3 separate regions of the Sus scrofa genome follow, and all the other regions are linked to region 1. Evidence: chromatin contacts called from public HiChIP or PLAC-seq data. All regions are on one chromosome and are shown on one strand. Each heading gives the region's core, a stretch centred on a gene start, on an enhancer-like site or on the middle of the called end of the contact. The rest is flanking DNA. Distances are from core to core; before and after follow the strand shown. Region 1 holds the start of OGT (O-linked N-acetylglucosamine (GlcNAc) transferase). Region 2 holds the start of ZMYM3 (zinc finger MYM-type protein 3). Region 3 holds the start of LOC100620825 (rho-related GTP-binding protein RhoG-like).

Region 1 (5,020 bases), core at 1,203-3,702:
TCAAGGTGCTATTTTTAAAACAGCTGATAAACAAAATGGATTCATCTGTCAAGAGCCAAAATATTAAAGGGGTCATCAAACATTTTAAATAAAGACCCAAGGTTATATTGTTCCTCTACCACCCCCAACTCACACTGAGACCAATTTAGCTAAATCCCACCCACACTGGTTTAACACCAGCATTTTCCAAAAAGCTCTGGTGCTGACTAAAGGATTAAGACATTGCAAACAACCTTGTATAAACCAAGCAGTTACTTAGAACTGCAATGATTTTTTTTTAAAGAATGGGAAAACGATAAAATATAAAACCATTTGATAAAGTGCGACAGGATGAATAATAAATGAAAGCACTTTGCTGTGTGTAAGTGACTTGGTTTAGATACATAAAGATAAGGGGTGTACAGCTAAAGCCCAGAGAGGGAAAACAACAACAAGCTGCCTAAGACTCAATTGTAAATACTTAAAACAATGATACATTACTGGGAATCTGACCACAGCACTTTCCCTAGATAGAGTGGGAAACCATGTACAAATTATATAAAATTCTACCAAGGTCTATGTAACAAGCTCAAATTTGAGCCTAGACCCCCCAATCGTTAGAGCTGAGGAGTGAACTGTATTCTCAGGAAAGCTAAGTAAATTCCCTAAGAGGATGCACAGCCAGCTGACCACTAACATAAGAGAGACCTGCATCCAAATCTAGGGGACGTTATATCTCTAATAGAAACTAAAAAATCACTAGACAAGCCTCTAGAACTTCCGAGCTCCTTATTTTAACACATTACTTTATCAATTTTTCAAAGCCGCTTATCTGCTATTTTAACACTGGAAATGACAACTTCCTCAAATAAAATAACACGTAGAAAAGGGCAAGCTAGTACAGAAGAATCTAGGACAGAATCTTAAATCTTTAAAAATCCCTGAGAGGGAGGGGAACACTAATTATTAATCCCACTACCTACGATCATGGATGAGACACAATTGAAGATTCACTTCTTACTGCACAATGTCCAAAAACAATTAAAAAAAAAAACCCTGACACATCTCAACTGAGGGAACCAACCAAAAAATAATAATAATAATAACCTCGTGGGAAACCTTAGAACCGCAGCCCGGTCCCCCCCCCCCCGCTCCAAATAGCCTCAATATGGAAAGGCAGACGAAGGACACTCCTGTAATTTGGTTGTTTTCTTATTTTTAGTACCAAATGCTCTCGACTAATTGTCTGAAAGGGCAACCGCCTTGCTCTTGTGCAGCTACACTCCAGTTGCTTTACAAACTCTTCAAGCGGGGATGAAAACTTAAAAAAAATACACCCCCTATGAATAAAGAAATACCGGGCTAAAGAATGGGGATGAAAGACCCAGAGGCGGCGGCGGAGGAATACAGGGAGAAAGTAACACAAAGCGAGAATCGGGCGGGCAGGGTGGTCAACGCCAAAGCCCCGGCACCAGGGTGGTTTCTCCCCAAGGGTAGGAAGTGGACCGCAAGGCTGGCAACCTCGCGAAGGAAAGGGTGTGGTTCCCCGCGGGAGGGGAGGGAGGTGGACAGGGTGGGAAATCCAGGCTGGGGGCAGCGGGTGGAATCGGACGATGGCAAAAGGAACCCCTGGAAATTTCCAATCGAAACCGGGGCCGCTCGCTCAACCGAAAGCCCGGCAGAAAGGCGCTGCCCGGCGGGGCACTGCTCAAAAGCCCCTGGGCTCGAGATTACTCGGAGCACACCCAGGAGCCTGGGCTCGTCCTTGGGTGATGCAAAGTGAGGATACGATTACATCGGACCGGCACCCCCGCCCTCGATTGACAGAGGAGCACCAAATTGGGCTAAGGGGAGCAGGGTGGAGGAGGAAGAGGAGGGGGCGGTGAGCTGAATTAAGGGAGAAAACGACTGCCAAGGAGAGTGAAAGGCAGCGAGAAGGACAGGGATTCCAATGCAGTCCATTCCGAGACATTCTAAGCGCGCACGTGTGAAAAGAAGCGTCCCGAGAGAGTAGAAGGCTAGCAAATGTATAGGATTACAAAGCAAGAAAGGAAGCGAAAAGCCAGCAAGCAAGAGGAAATGTTTGAAGAACGGACGACAGCGGAAACCCCGATCAGATGCCGGCAGACGACGAAAAGCTCAGCGATGCCACTGATGTAATGGGGATGGCTAGAGGGAAGGAAGGGAGTGATGAGAGGCAGAGGACGGCGCGAGACCCCAAGGGGGCGTCTGCCAAGGTAGAAGGGACACCGGTACCTGTGCTGTCGGCCACGTTGCCCACGGAAGACGCCATCTGGAGCTTCTTTAGGAAAAGCGAGAAAAGGGTAATTGAGTCCCGCTGCCGCCACTACTGGCAAGAATGTTTCTAGAGGTAGTAGTAAGAGGGCAGCAGCCGTACCAGTGCTTTGGCAGGCTTAAGAGGCGGCAACAGTTACAGGCTTCGAACCTTAAGAACTCTGGTTGGCCATCTACCTCTCACGGTCTTGAAATGGCGGCGACGGCTCCTCGGCCGAAACAACACGGGCCGGAACTACTTTCTGTTACAATCAAGTACCAGCGCGGAAGTAGCGCGGTAACCAGCGCAACCAACAAAATGACTATAATCAAAGTCACTTGCTCCTATGTAACCTTCCGCGCAGGGCCCATTGCGACAAACACGATTGTGTCGAGAGCGCATGCGAGCAACCCTGTCAACCCGACCCGGTTAGGGCACTGTCTGGGGCGGGAGCGTCCAAGTTTTCTACTAGCGGAGCGGAAGGGTAAAAAGAAACGTATACACAGGACGGATACATTTTTGCCGAAGTGGGGAAGTCTAGTCTATTACCGAGCCAGGAATGTAGATTTTTAAGAGATGCCAAAGGCGTCTAGAAAAGTTTCATCAACTTTAGTCGTACGGAAAGGAAGAGTTACAAGGCTGTTGAATCAATTCTAAGTAAATTTAAATGGCTAGATTTCCAAGGCTGACGTTTAAAACGGTGGCAGAGAGGGTTTCAATTTGAATACGTCTTAGTTCTGATTCCAGCCATTGATTTAAACACTTTGATGAAAAAGTTTCACAGGGCCAAATGAACCCAAGAATCTCACGTTTTGGCCATATAGCCCGAAATTTCCAAAACCTTTTGGTATTCAGGATAGTTCTACCCAGAGAATTCCGTAGGGCAAATGCTTCATAACTCAGGGACTCGCTGAGAGTTTGCACTCCAAAGCAGCAGCCATAAAAATGTTAAAGATGATTCATATTCATCAAAATCCACGACTCTCTTCTGAATTGTGATTTCATTTCCACCACATAGCTTTGCAAATCGTTACAAACGGTGATAGCATTTAGCTCAAGGCAGCTCAACAATGATAAATGGATTCATTTGCCATCTACCTAAACCACACATGCAGATTGAAACTAAATTGCCTCTACTTCCTTGAACAAATCAGTTCTATATGATCCTCCTGCAGTTTCAAGTCCACTGTTTAGACATTTTGTCACATTGGTATTAATTTATATCTCTTGTTCCAGAAAGGATTTAAGGTAGCTTGCCACATTCACAAGAAATTATTATAAACCAATGGAGGCAACAAGTTGCATCTCTCAGAGCCTCTTTTATTAATTTAAAAAAAAAGTCCTTGATCTAAGAAAACAAGTCAGTGAATTTCTTCAAAACATTTCTACTACCTAGCCATCTGACCACACTAAAAAAAAAAAAAATCCTCAAATTTTGCTTCAATTCCTTCAAGACAGTTCACAAACTGTTAATTATAGATATGAGCACCGAGGAAATTTGTAGTATTGATCATTTCTTCCATCACATCCATAATTGAAAGTCAGATGCTGTGAAAAAGGCAAAGTTCACTACACAAACTCTCCTAGAAAATGTGCACCAACCTCTTCTCTTAATTTGATTTAACTGGTAAAACCTTTTTCTCCACCGCCCCCACCGCACCCCTCTAACCCCCGCCACTGTAAGTGCTCCATCTGTGGTGAATAAAATCAGCTTTTCAACTTTTAGAACAGACTTCTCAGATTCCACTGGCAGATGTTTAGGCCTTACTGATTAGTGGGTGCTAACTAATTAAGTAAAACTCTTCTTCTTGTTAAATGCCAGGTCAGGTTCCCAACCAGGCAGGCTATACTGTAGTCTAAGTTTCTTTATCCTGAGAAAAGAGTCAAAGGATACTGCTGTGGAAAGCTGGGAGGTGAGGGTCACAGTGACTCAATAAGGAAAAACCCCTGTTGGAGTCTCAAGAACCCCCTCCAGTTACCTTCTAGCAATAGCACCTGGAGAGTTTAGTTTGAAGGACTTACTCATCAGACAAATGCATCTTCTTCAGCCAATCAAGTAACACTTACTAGTCTCTATGTGGCAAGAAACTGTGGGAGACACAAAAATCAGCAAGACAAGATCTTTGCCCTCAAGGAAATCGAAGCTCAGTTAGGTAGACGCTAAAAGCCACTAGAGCATTAAACAGAAGAGTATTATTAAGGTGATGAAATACATGAGTGTCTATAAATATCTGAGGAGAGAACCGTCACTTCAGGCTGGAGGGGGATGACCAAGAAGGCCTGACCTGGGCACGGAAAGGGGTGCTTTTGTGTGTTCTCTTTCGCATTGATTTCTGGAGGGGTTTTTTTTTTTTCTCCCTTTTTGTGCAGCAATTCTAAATTCAGAACTATCTAAAATAAACCAGGTGCTTTTTCCATCCTACTCCCAAACTTTGTCACCCTAATAACACTGCTAACGGTGTATTCGTTTCCGGTTACTGTCTCGCAAATTGCCACAAATTGAGCGGCTTGAAACAGCACATACTTCTCAGCAGTCGCGCCAGCGCGGGGCGAGGGAGCCAGAGACACGCTCTGGCCGCCGCCGCCGCCGCCGCCGTTGCCGCTGGAAAATGGCTCCAAAGGTTCAATGAAGCTGGCAAAATACATAGATGTAGCACCTCAGGCTCTCCAGATGTTTGAGGGTAATATTCCAGAGAGAGCTCGACACCCCCGCCGCCCGGATAAGCTAACCAGTCACAACGAAGAAAATTCGTTGTAAAGCCTTCC
Region 2 (5,020 bases), core at 996-3,495, 240 kb after region 1:
GTGGGCACTTTTGGCTTACTAAAAGAGAAAATATGTATATATATTTATTTCAAGAACATGAAGGCTCCAGGGTATAAAGTCCCAAACTATTCATATACATCTATTATAATGGTAATATTAATAAGTACCCATTAAACACCTGCTATATATCAGGCAAGTGTACGTCTCACTTAATCTTTTTTTTTTTTTTTTTTCTTCTGGCCACCCAAGGCATATGGAAGTTCCCTGGCCAGAGATCGAGTCCAAGCCAGAGCTGCAACCTATGCCACAGCTACAGCAAGGCCAGATCCTTAACCCACTGTGCCATAGCAGGAACTCTACATCTCAATCTTAATAGCTATGAGGTATTATTTCCGGTATTTCTTTCCAGACTTTTTCTACATATATAGAATTTCTCTACAAAGTATTGTATTTTAACTCCTTTAAAAAATGTAACATTGGGAGTTCCCGTTGTAGCTCAGTGGGTTAAGAACTCAAGTAGTATCCATGAGGATACGGGTTAGATCCCTGGCCTTGCTCAGCAAGTTTAGGATCATATGTTGCCACAAGCTGCAGCATAGGCCGAAGATGTGGCTTGGATCATGAATAGACGTGGCTGCGGTATAGGCTGGCAGCTGCAGCTCAGATTCAACCCCTAGCCTGGGAACTTCCATATGCCGCAGGTGCTGCCCCAAAAAGAAAAAAAACATATTTTTTTAAAAAAGTGTAACATTATATCAAGGGCATTTTCCTGTATCATTTTAATAGATTTATTTTTTAGAGCAGTTTCAGGTTTGTAGCAAAATAGAGGTGAAAGTACGGAAAGTTCCCATATACTCCCTGCCCCACACCTCCTCCCTCCTTTACAGCCTCTCTTGAGGGATCAATATCCCCCACCAGTGTGGTACATTTGTTGCAATTGGTGGACCTACATTGATACATCATTATCATTCAAAGCTCATAGTTTAGGGAAGAGTTCACTTTTGGTATCCTACATTCTATGAGTTCTGACAAATGTATCATAACATGTGTTCATTACTATAGTATCATACAGAATAGTTTCACTGCCCAGAAATTCCTCTGCTCTGCCTCATTAGCTTTTTAAAAAATATTGTTGTTAATGACTACATCCACTGTATGAATATAACCAAAATTGATTTGCCCAACCTCCTACCGTACATTTAGATTGTTTTCTTATCTCTGTTTTAAAGATGAGAAAAATAAGACCTAGTGACTTGACAAGTGATGTATCCAAAATCAAATGGCTAAAAAGCAGGCAGAGTGGAGATTAGAATCCTGGTCTCCAGAGCTCACACACATTGCCTCTGAATACACACCATCAATGCCCCCTTTAGACTGTCTCCCCTCAACTTGAAACCAGGCATTCTCCACCACCAGAGAAGCCAGAGATCCAAGCATGTGTTGAGAAGGGCAGGCAATACAAAAGAACGAGGCGGCCCAACTGTGATGCAACAAAGTGAAAATCCAAAAGGAGGTAAAAGGACACAGAAATAACCAGAAGGTGGGAGATGGGTACACAGAATACTGGTTAAGGTAAAGAAAAGGCTGGGCTTGGAAAACCTGAATGGGAAAACTCTTGCTTTTATCTCTGTATATGGGAGAGAGCAAAGATAACCTCAAGGCCATGGGGGGAACAGGAAGGATAAGGTTTCTGGGAAAGTGAATGAGACAAGGGAGGATAAAACTCCCAAGGACTATAAGGCTAGGAAAGGCTTAGTATGGGAAAGAAGAAAGGCCCAGAGCAAGAGGCACGCCAGAGCAAGCACTGGACAACAAACCTACGTGTATTTCTAAAAATGTGGCGGGACTCTTGTCCAGCCTGAGCCTCTTCTAGTATCTCAGACACCAAATACTCTTCAGCCCTTAAGGGTCAGAGGGGGAAAGTGGAGAGGGGGGATTGGAAAGTGCCCTAACTCTGATGGGGACTGAGAAAGGATCCTGGCACACATTTTTTAAAGCCAGTAGGCCTAATACTAATGCCCCCTCCCCCTACCCCACTTCTCCAGCCTCAACCCCAGCCACACCCACACGCTAAGGACCATCCAGGAGGGGGAGTGTGTGTGTGCGCGCGCGCGTGCGTGCTCGTGCATAAGAGAGCCAGAGAGACAGAGACGAGACAAAAAGAGACCGGGAGAGAGAGAGAGCGCGCCAGAGAAGGAGGCGGGGAGAGGGAGAGAGGGACAAGGACAGAAAAAGAGGGAGGGAGGGAAGGAGAGACAGAGAGAGACAGACAGACAAGAGATAGAAAGGAGGAAGGAGGACTGTCGGCCTTGGTGAGGAAAACTACAGAAGAGATAACGCAGGGGGCTCCTGCGGGAAGACTCAGGGAGAAGATCCCAGAACTTACCCTAAGACCGTGGAAGGAGTAGGGGAGTGTCTTTGCAGGACCTGGTTTTGGGGTCATCAGGCAGTAACGGTTACTGCATAGGCGTTGTCACTGAGCCAGAGCCATTTAACCCGCCCTGGGTAGCTGGAGACCAGGCTTAAGACACCCCACAACTATGAGTCTCAGAATGGTTAGGGGGGCCCGAGGCTGCAGACAAGGGGAGGAGGGGCACGTGAGGGCTGGGTCCTTTGCCTCCCCCCACCCTCCGCTGTCACTCATTACCCCAGCAGTCGCCCAGGGGGCGGGCCCCGGAGAGGTGGGGTTGGGGGGAGGGTAATCTTGGCAGGCGCCTGCTGCATGGCGTAGGTAGGGACTGTTGAGGGGGGCGGACGCCGGGGGGTTGAACACGAGTGGGAAGCGGAGAGAGACACGGGTAGGGGGAGGGGACCGGGAACCATTTGAATGAGAGGAGGGGATCACGGGTAGAGTGGGCTCCAGGAGATAGGGCGGGCACGGGTGTGACGGGGGGCCAGACTCTTGAGCCAGGTAAGGGAAGCAGGTGCGTAGATCTGTTTTTTGTGGGTTATTGTACTCGGCCCTTTGGTGTAAAGGGGGTGCCGCCTTTCCCGGGGGGCGGGCTTCTGAGCTCCAGAGGCTAGCTTTTCCTTCTCAACTAACGGGGCCCCGGGCGGGGGCTCAAGCTCCATCTCCAGTGCCTACGTTCCACTCCGCAATTTCCAGGCGTCCACTGGGCTGGGAGTCTCGCGCCGGGGGCCGGCGCTGTCTCGCGAGCCCCCTCCACGAGCCAGCCAATGGGGTTGGTTGCTGGCGCCGCCCGCCCGCCTGGTGCAGAGCGCTGGGCGCTGTGAGCGGCGCTGCCATTTAAAGGGGCCGCGACCCCTGTCCCGGCTGCTAGGGAGGGAGGTGGAGAAGGAGCGCGGGGCCGTCGCTGTCTGCAGTTCTAGGCTTGTAGCGGTTACACTAACCCTGCCGCAGGTAGGGGTCGGGCCTGATCAAGCCGAACCGAACCTGCAGGCGGGAACTCGCAGTAGCCGGGAGGGGGGGGGGTCCAAGGAGAGATCGTAGCTCCAAAATGTCTTCCTGTAAATGCCTGAGGTGGGGGGTGGGCAACAGGAGGAGGACTGGGAGAGCTCTAGGAAAAGGGGACGGGGCTGAGAAAGTGGGCGACCCTGAAAGGTAACTGGGGGGAGGGGTTAGGAAGGGCAGTTTGTGGGGGCGAGGGAAGGGCTGAGAGGACCATGCAACGCGGGGAGGTGGGGGTGGGGCCAGACAGGGTGGGTAAAGACTGGGGAGCTGGGGGGCTCTAGGAGAGAGGGGAGGGGATAGAAACTGAAATCGCGGGGGCGGGAAAGGCTCCCGGTGGCAACGGCCCTAGGAGACTCTAAGGGGGCGTTCAGCCCGAGTTGGGCGGGGGGAGTGAAAGGTGAAGGGGGAGGGGATCAGGGAGTTGCAGTGGGGTGGCGGGGGTACGCGGCGAGTGGAACGACAGCCTGCCCGGCGAGTGTGGGCACTGGGCCAGGGCGGGGAACGCCTCTCCCCACAGGGGGCGCTGTATTTGGGAGGGGGGGAGTGGTCATTTGGACTAAAGCCTTTGGAAAGGTTTGTCGGTTGTGTTGGGGGCGATTCAGGAGAAATCCAAGTGGATAATGGGGTGTGTCCCAGAGCCTGTATTAGAAGGAATTCTGGCGAAGACCACCTCTTCTGCCCCCTCTTCTACCCCTACCCCCTCTTCTACCCCTAATCTGCAGCCCATATCCAGTCATCCTCATGGACCCCAGTGATTTCCCCAGTCCGTTTGACCCGTTGACCCTGCCAGAGAAGCCCCTGGCTGGAGACCTTCCAGTAGACATGGAATTTGGAGAGGATCTACTGGAATCCCAGACTGCCCCAACTCGAGGATGGGCGCCCCCTGGCCCTTCTCCATCCTCAGGAGCCCTGGACCTGCTTGATACCCCTGCTGGCCTGGAAAAAGACCCTGGAGTCCTGGATGGAGCCACTGAGCTGCTGGGGCTGGGGGGGCTGCTCTATAAAGCTCCCTCCCCCCCAGAGGTGGACCATGGTCCGGAGGGGACCCTTGCATGGGATGCAGGAGATCAGACCCTAGAGCCTGGACCAGGGGGCCAGACCCCTGAGGTGGTGCCACCTAACCCAGGGGCTGGGGCAAACCCCTCTTCACCTGAGGGGCTACTAGAACCTTTGGCTCCAGATTCTCCAATAACCCTGCAGTCCCCACATATTGAAGAGGAGGAGACCACCTCCATAGCTACTGGGAGAAGGGGCTCCCCTGAGCAGGAGGAGGAGCTTCCTCAAGGGCAGCCACAGAGCCCAAATGGCCCCCCCAGCCCTTCAGTGGGAGAGACTCTGGGGGATGGAATCAACAGTGCTCAGACCAAACCTGGGGGCCCTAGCCCCCCTGCACACCCTTCCTTGCCAGGTAGGTTGCCTGATCAGCTGGAAAATCAAGGTGAAGAGAGAGGGTCGGGGGGATAAGGAGGGTGGCTGTGTGTTTGGGGAGGAAGTGGGGTGGGGGGAGGGTGGAGAGATAAGGTTAGGAAGGAATGGAGGAGTTGGGGGTTTGGAAGGGAGGAGTGGGGTGTAGTGAAGGAGATTAAAGGGAGTAGGAGTGAGGGAAGCTCAGTGACTGTGGAGGAGGAATAGGGATGAGGTCTCAAG
Region 3 (5,020 bases), core at 1,499-3,998, 150 kb after region 1:
TGATCTGTAGATGGGCACTCAAGTCACACTGATGGTGGACCTAGACAATGAAATGGAGGTAGGGTAGCCCAGGTCTGAATAAAACCAAAACATCCTCACCTGTAGCAAACTCTCATGAAAAGGAGGGTTCAACAAAAGTCCCAGGTATTCTGGGGGAGGGGGCTGCTTTGTACAGTTAACTCATTTATCCAGCCCACATATTCATTATACAACTTCCTCTACTTGTGTGTATGTTTGAAATTCTCCATAGTTAACAGGTTTAAAAATAATACTAAAAGTTACCATGTGGTGCAGCATGTTAGGGATCCAGTGTTGCCGCAGCTATGGCACAGGTCACACCTGTGGCATGGGTTCAATCCCTGGCCTGGGAACTTCCACATGCCGCAGGTGCTGCCAACATAATAATAATAATAAATATATCCGGAGTTCCCGTCGTGGCGCAGTGGTTAACGAATCCGACTAGGAACCATGAGGTTGCGGGTTCGGTCCCTGCCCTTGCTCAGTGGGTTAACGATCCGGCGTTGCCGTGAGCTGTGGTGTAGGTTGCAGACGCGGCTCGGATCCTGCGTTGCTGTGGCTCTGGCGTAGGCCGCTGGCTACAGCTCCGATTCAACCCCTAGCCTGGGAACCTCCATATGCCGCGGGAGCGGCCCAAGAAATAGCAACAATAACAACAACAACAACAACAAAAATAATAATAATAATAAATATATCCAAGAGAATTGAAGACAAGCTCTCAGATAATTGCACACCCATGTTCACTGCATCATTATTCACAATAGCCAAGAGGTAGAAGCAAGCAACCTAAATGTCCATCAATGGATAATGGATAAAGAATATATATATAATACATATATAATATATACATATATTTTACTCAGCCTTAAAAAGAAAAAGGAAATCTCTTCATACACTACAACATAGATGAACCTTGAGGACATTATGCTAAGTGAAATAAGCCAGTCACAAAAAGCCAAATACTACAATTCCCCTTATATAAGGTATCTAGAAGAGTCAAAATTCATAGAAACAAAGAATGGCGGCTGCCAGGGGCTGGGGGAGGGGGAAATGGGGAGTTGTTTAAGGGATACAGAGTTTCAGTTTTTCAAGAGGAAAAAACTCTATAGAGATCTGTTGTACAACAATGTGCAGATAGTTAACACTACTGTACACTTAAAATGGTTAAAAATACAAAAAAATAAGAGTATGTTTTTAAACAGCTGGGAGCTCTGAGAAAAGCCAATACTTTGTTCATCACTTATATGAGAAAAGCTTCTTTCGTTCAGCTCCCAGATCCACCATCACTAGGCTGCCCAGCTATGATCACCTACAGCTTTCTCCTCATCACCACCACCCACACACTCTGGCAGGTGCTAATATGCACAATGCACTGCTAAGAGGGACTCAAAAAAAGGTTAAAAATTATGATAGAAGCTCATACTCCTATGGAAAAGGCAGGACTTTTCTAAAAAGGCAAACAGTAATACACAGTAATGAATGGCCCACAGGAAAATAAGTTGCTATGGGGAAGGCTGTTACAGGCACTGTGCAAAATACTTTCACATATCTTATTTAAGCTTCACAGTAGCACTGTGAAGTAGACATCAGATCAGCTCAGAGATCATTAAGTATGCCTCTAGGATTGGAAATTGGAAGAAGCCTGAAGTTGCAGAAACCAATACCTCAGAAGGTTCCCTTCCAAGTTAGTCACTCACTTTTAACCTTGTAATTCTAGTTTCTTCTAAATATTCCAATCTCCCTATAGAGGAAAAGAATCTGAAAAAGAATGGATATGTTCATGTATATAACTGAATCACTCTGTTATATAGCAGAAATTATCACAACACTGTAAATCAACTGTACTTCAACAAAACTTTAAAAAATGGGAAAAAAAATAAATCATCCAATCTCATCTGACAAAACATCCTTCTTCACATGTACACTGCCTAGCAGTCAATTTTCTCCTAGGTTAGACACACCACATAAAAGACCCAGGAACAATCAAGACAAGAAAGCAGCTCAAAGTATTACCGTTTCTAGTACATTCTCCTCCAGTCTCACCCTTTTCCATAGATCTAATCCACTTGAAATAACTCTTTTTGAACCGAAAACAATTCAGAAGACTCCCCATTTTTTGTCACTACTTTCTGCAACTTAGTTATCTACTAAATCCAGGAAGCTTTTTCACATTAAAGACTAACTTCTCTGGTTCAAGAACAGGCACAGACGACTTCAGCACACTAGGGAGCGACGGAAGCCATGTGTACACTCCCCAACCCCAAGACAGGGGAGAGTATCCTGCGCCTGGAAACTTAACGGGTGGCAATCCTAGTGACCCATCGATAGCCATCACAAGCCCGCTCGGCACTTCCCTCACACCCTTTCCACAGAGGGTAGGTGGTTCTGGGACTTCCGATGGACTCGTGAGCCCGGGACGGATAGGTGCCTAACGCTGGATTCACAAACACGAAGAGCTGGCTCAATCTCCTCCGATATACAGACAACGCATCCCACCCTCGAATCCCTTCCATCCTATACTAAGGTAACTGTCCTGGGGATGGGGAGACTCAAGGAGAAAAGAGTGGACGAGGGGACCTCCTAGGGGTGGTCCTCGATAAGGATTACCCAGCAAAGTGGTCGTCCTCCTGCACGGTTCAACCGCAGCGGGTAAAGCCTCCCGGGCGTCTCTTGCTGGGCTGGGCAGGGCAGGCTCCGCGGGCTAGGCGCTACATCCGGGTAGCGACCGAGTGCCGCCCCCATCGTCGGACGAAGTCTCCACCCGGTGCCCCGAGACCTCGTGGGAAATGGAGTTCTAGCGTTTGCCTCGCGGTCTGCAAATCACAGGCTTCTAAACTACACCTTTGGGTAATCAAAGATTACTGGGGTCTAGGCCCCAGTACCAGTTCCTCGATTCGGAGGTCCCCGGGCTTTACAAACTCTTGACCAAGTGAGACCATCTCCTCCTCCGAGCCCTGTTTTCTCCTCAAGACATAAAGAGGCAGTCAGGGGACTGAAAAACTGTTAAGAAAAATGAAAGCGATTTTAAAAATTATGGTCTCTGTCACCATATATTAGTTTGCATTTTCTAGACTTTTATGTAAATGGAATCGTGCAGTATGTACTCTTTTTTTTAACAACTTTGAGATACAAATGCACATACCATACAATTCCCTCATTTAAATTGTACCATTAATAGTTTTCAATATATTACTTTTTTTTTTCTTTTTTGTGGCCACACCTGTGGCATGTGGAAGTTCCCGGGCAAGGGGTCTAATCCGAGCTGCAGTTGAGGAGTAAGCCGCAGCCATGGCAACACCAGTTGCAATAGCATCTCCGACCTGGGAGGCACACTGGATCCTTAAATCCACTGCACCGGGCCAGGGAGCTAACCTACGCCCTGACGCTGCAGAGACGCCGTCAGTTTCTTTGCACTACAGTAGAAACTCCTGTCTCCAAATTTTGATTATTGTGAATAATGCTGCAATGAACACGTGTACCAGAATACCATTTTGTTGATTTTCTCTATTTTTTTTTTTGTTTTCTGTCTCACTGATTTCCACTTTGATCTTCATTATTTTTGTTCTTATACTTTCAGTTTTATTTGGTCTTCTTTTTACTGAAGTGAAAGCTGAAGTTAATGATTTGAGTCGTTCTTCTGTTCTGATGCAGCTGTTTAGTGCTTCAAAATCACTCCCGAACTCTTGTTTTAGCAGAATGTCATAAATTACATGGTATGGTTTCATTTTTATTCAATTCAAAATATGTTCTGGAGTTCCCGTCGTGGCTCAGTGGTTAACGAATCCGACTAGGAACCATGAGGTTGAGGGTTCGGTCCCTGCCCTTGCTCAGTGGGTTAAAGATCCGGTGTTGCTGTGAGCTGTGGTGCAGGTTGCAGACGCGGCTCGGATCACGCGTTGCTGTGGCTCTGGTGTAGACTGGTGGCTACAGCTCCGATTAGACCCCTAGCCTGGGAATCTCCATATGCCGCGGGAGCGGCCCAAGAAATAGCAAAAAGACCAAAAAAATAAACAAACAAACAAAAAAATATGTTCTAATTTCCTTTTTTATTTTGACCACACCCATGGCATGTGGAAGTTCCTGGGCCAGGGATAAAACCCACACCACAGCTGTAACAGATCCACAGCAGTGACAATCCTTAACCTGCTGAGCCACCAAGGAAATCCTCTAATTTCTTTTTTGGTTTCTTCTTTGGCCCATATGCTATCTAGAAATGGATTGTTTAGTTTTAAACTATTTGAGGATTTTCCAGAGATCCTTCTGTTATTGATAGGTAATTTAAATTCCATTATTTATATTTTGTGTGACTTGAATCCTTTCAAATTCATTGAGACTTGTTTTGTGGCATAGAATATAGCCTATCCTGGTAAATACTCCATGTACATGTACACTTGAAAAGAATGTATATTTTGCTGTTATTGGGTGTTCTGTAAATGTCAACCAGGACAATTTGGTTGATAGTGTTGTTGATTTCTACTATATCCTTGCTGATTTTATGCCTACTCCTAAAGATTATTAAGAGAAGAGTAATTGTTGGAGTTCCCTGGTGGCTCAGCTCATTAAGGATCCAGCATTGTCACTGCTGTGGTGAGGGTCACTGTTGTGGTGAAGGTTTGATCCCTGACCTAGGAACTTCTGCATGTTTCAGGCATGTCCGGAAAAAAAAAATGTATTGAAATCTCTAACTAGAATAAATTGTGGATTTGTCTGTTTCTCCTTGCAGGCTTATCAGTTATTGATTCCTGTATTTTTTTTAGCTTTTATATTAGGTGCACAAACTTTTGGAATTGTTATGTCCTCTAATTGACCCCTTTGTCATTATGAAATTACCTTCTTTATTCCTGGTATCTTTGCTCTGAAAGCTACTTTGTCCAATATTAATATAGTTCCTCCACCTTTTTTTTTTTTGTCTTTTTGTAGGGCTGCACCTGCAGTATATGGAGATTCCCAGGCTAGGGGTCAAATTGGAGCTACAGCTGCCAGCCTACGCCACAGCCACAGC

What was found. HiChIP or PLAC-seq counts read pairs in DNA pulled down with a chosen protein or histone mark.
Region 2: an H3K27ac HiChIP or PLAC-seq map of alveolar macrophages shows a contact between it and region 1. The contact joins the promoter of ZMYM3 here to the promoter of OGT in region 1. A contact is called at or near these places in 1 of 5 promoter capture datasets (fetal liver), 1 of 47 Hi-C or Micro-C datasets (alveolar macrophages) and 1 of 2 datasets of contacts at active chromatin or transcription factors (alveolar macrophages).
Region 3: a contact with region 1 is called in an H3K27ac HiChIP or PLAC-seq map of alveolar macrophages. The contact joins the promoter of LOC100620825 here to the promoter of OGT in region 1. A contact is called at or near these places in 1 of 5 promoter capture datasets (fetal liver), 1 of 47 Hi-C or Micro-C datasets (alveolar macrophages) and 1 of 2 datasets of contacts at active chromatin or transcription factors (alveolar macrophages).

The regions. Positions count from the first base shown.
Region 1 is chrX:57,518,604-57,523,623 of Sscrofa11.1, reverse strand. OGT (O-linked N-acetylglucosamine (GlcNAc) transferase) reads right to left here and starts at 2,452. Exons shown (of 22, transcript NM_001039748.2): 1 at 2,236-2,452. The coding sequence starts at 2,272. It also overlaps the pseudogene LOC100522844.
Region 2 is chrX:57,276,652-57,281,671 of Sscrofa11.1, reverse strand. ZMYM3 (zinc finger MYM-type protein 3) reads left to right here and starts at 2,245. Exons shown (of 25, transcript XM_021080504.1): 1 at 2,245-2,273; 2 at 4,096-4,781. The coding sequence starts at 4,115.
Region 3 is chrX:57,365,829-57,370,848 of Sscrofa11.1, reverse strand. LOC100620825 (rho-related GTP-binding protein RhoG-like) reads right to left here and starts at 2,748. Exons shown (of 3, transcript XM_005659070.3): 1 at 2,626-2,748.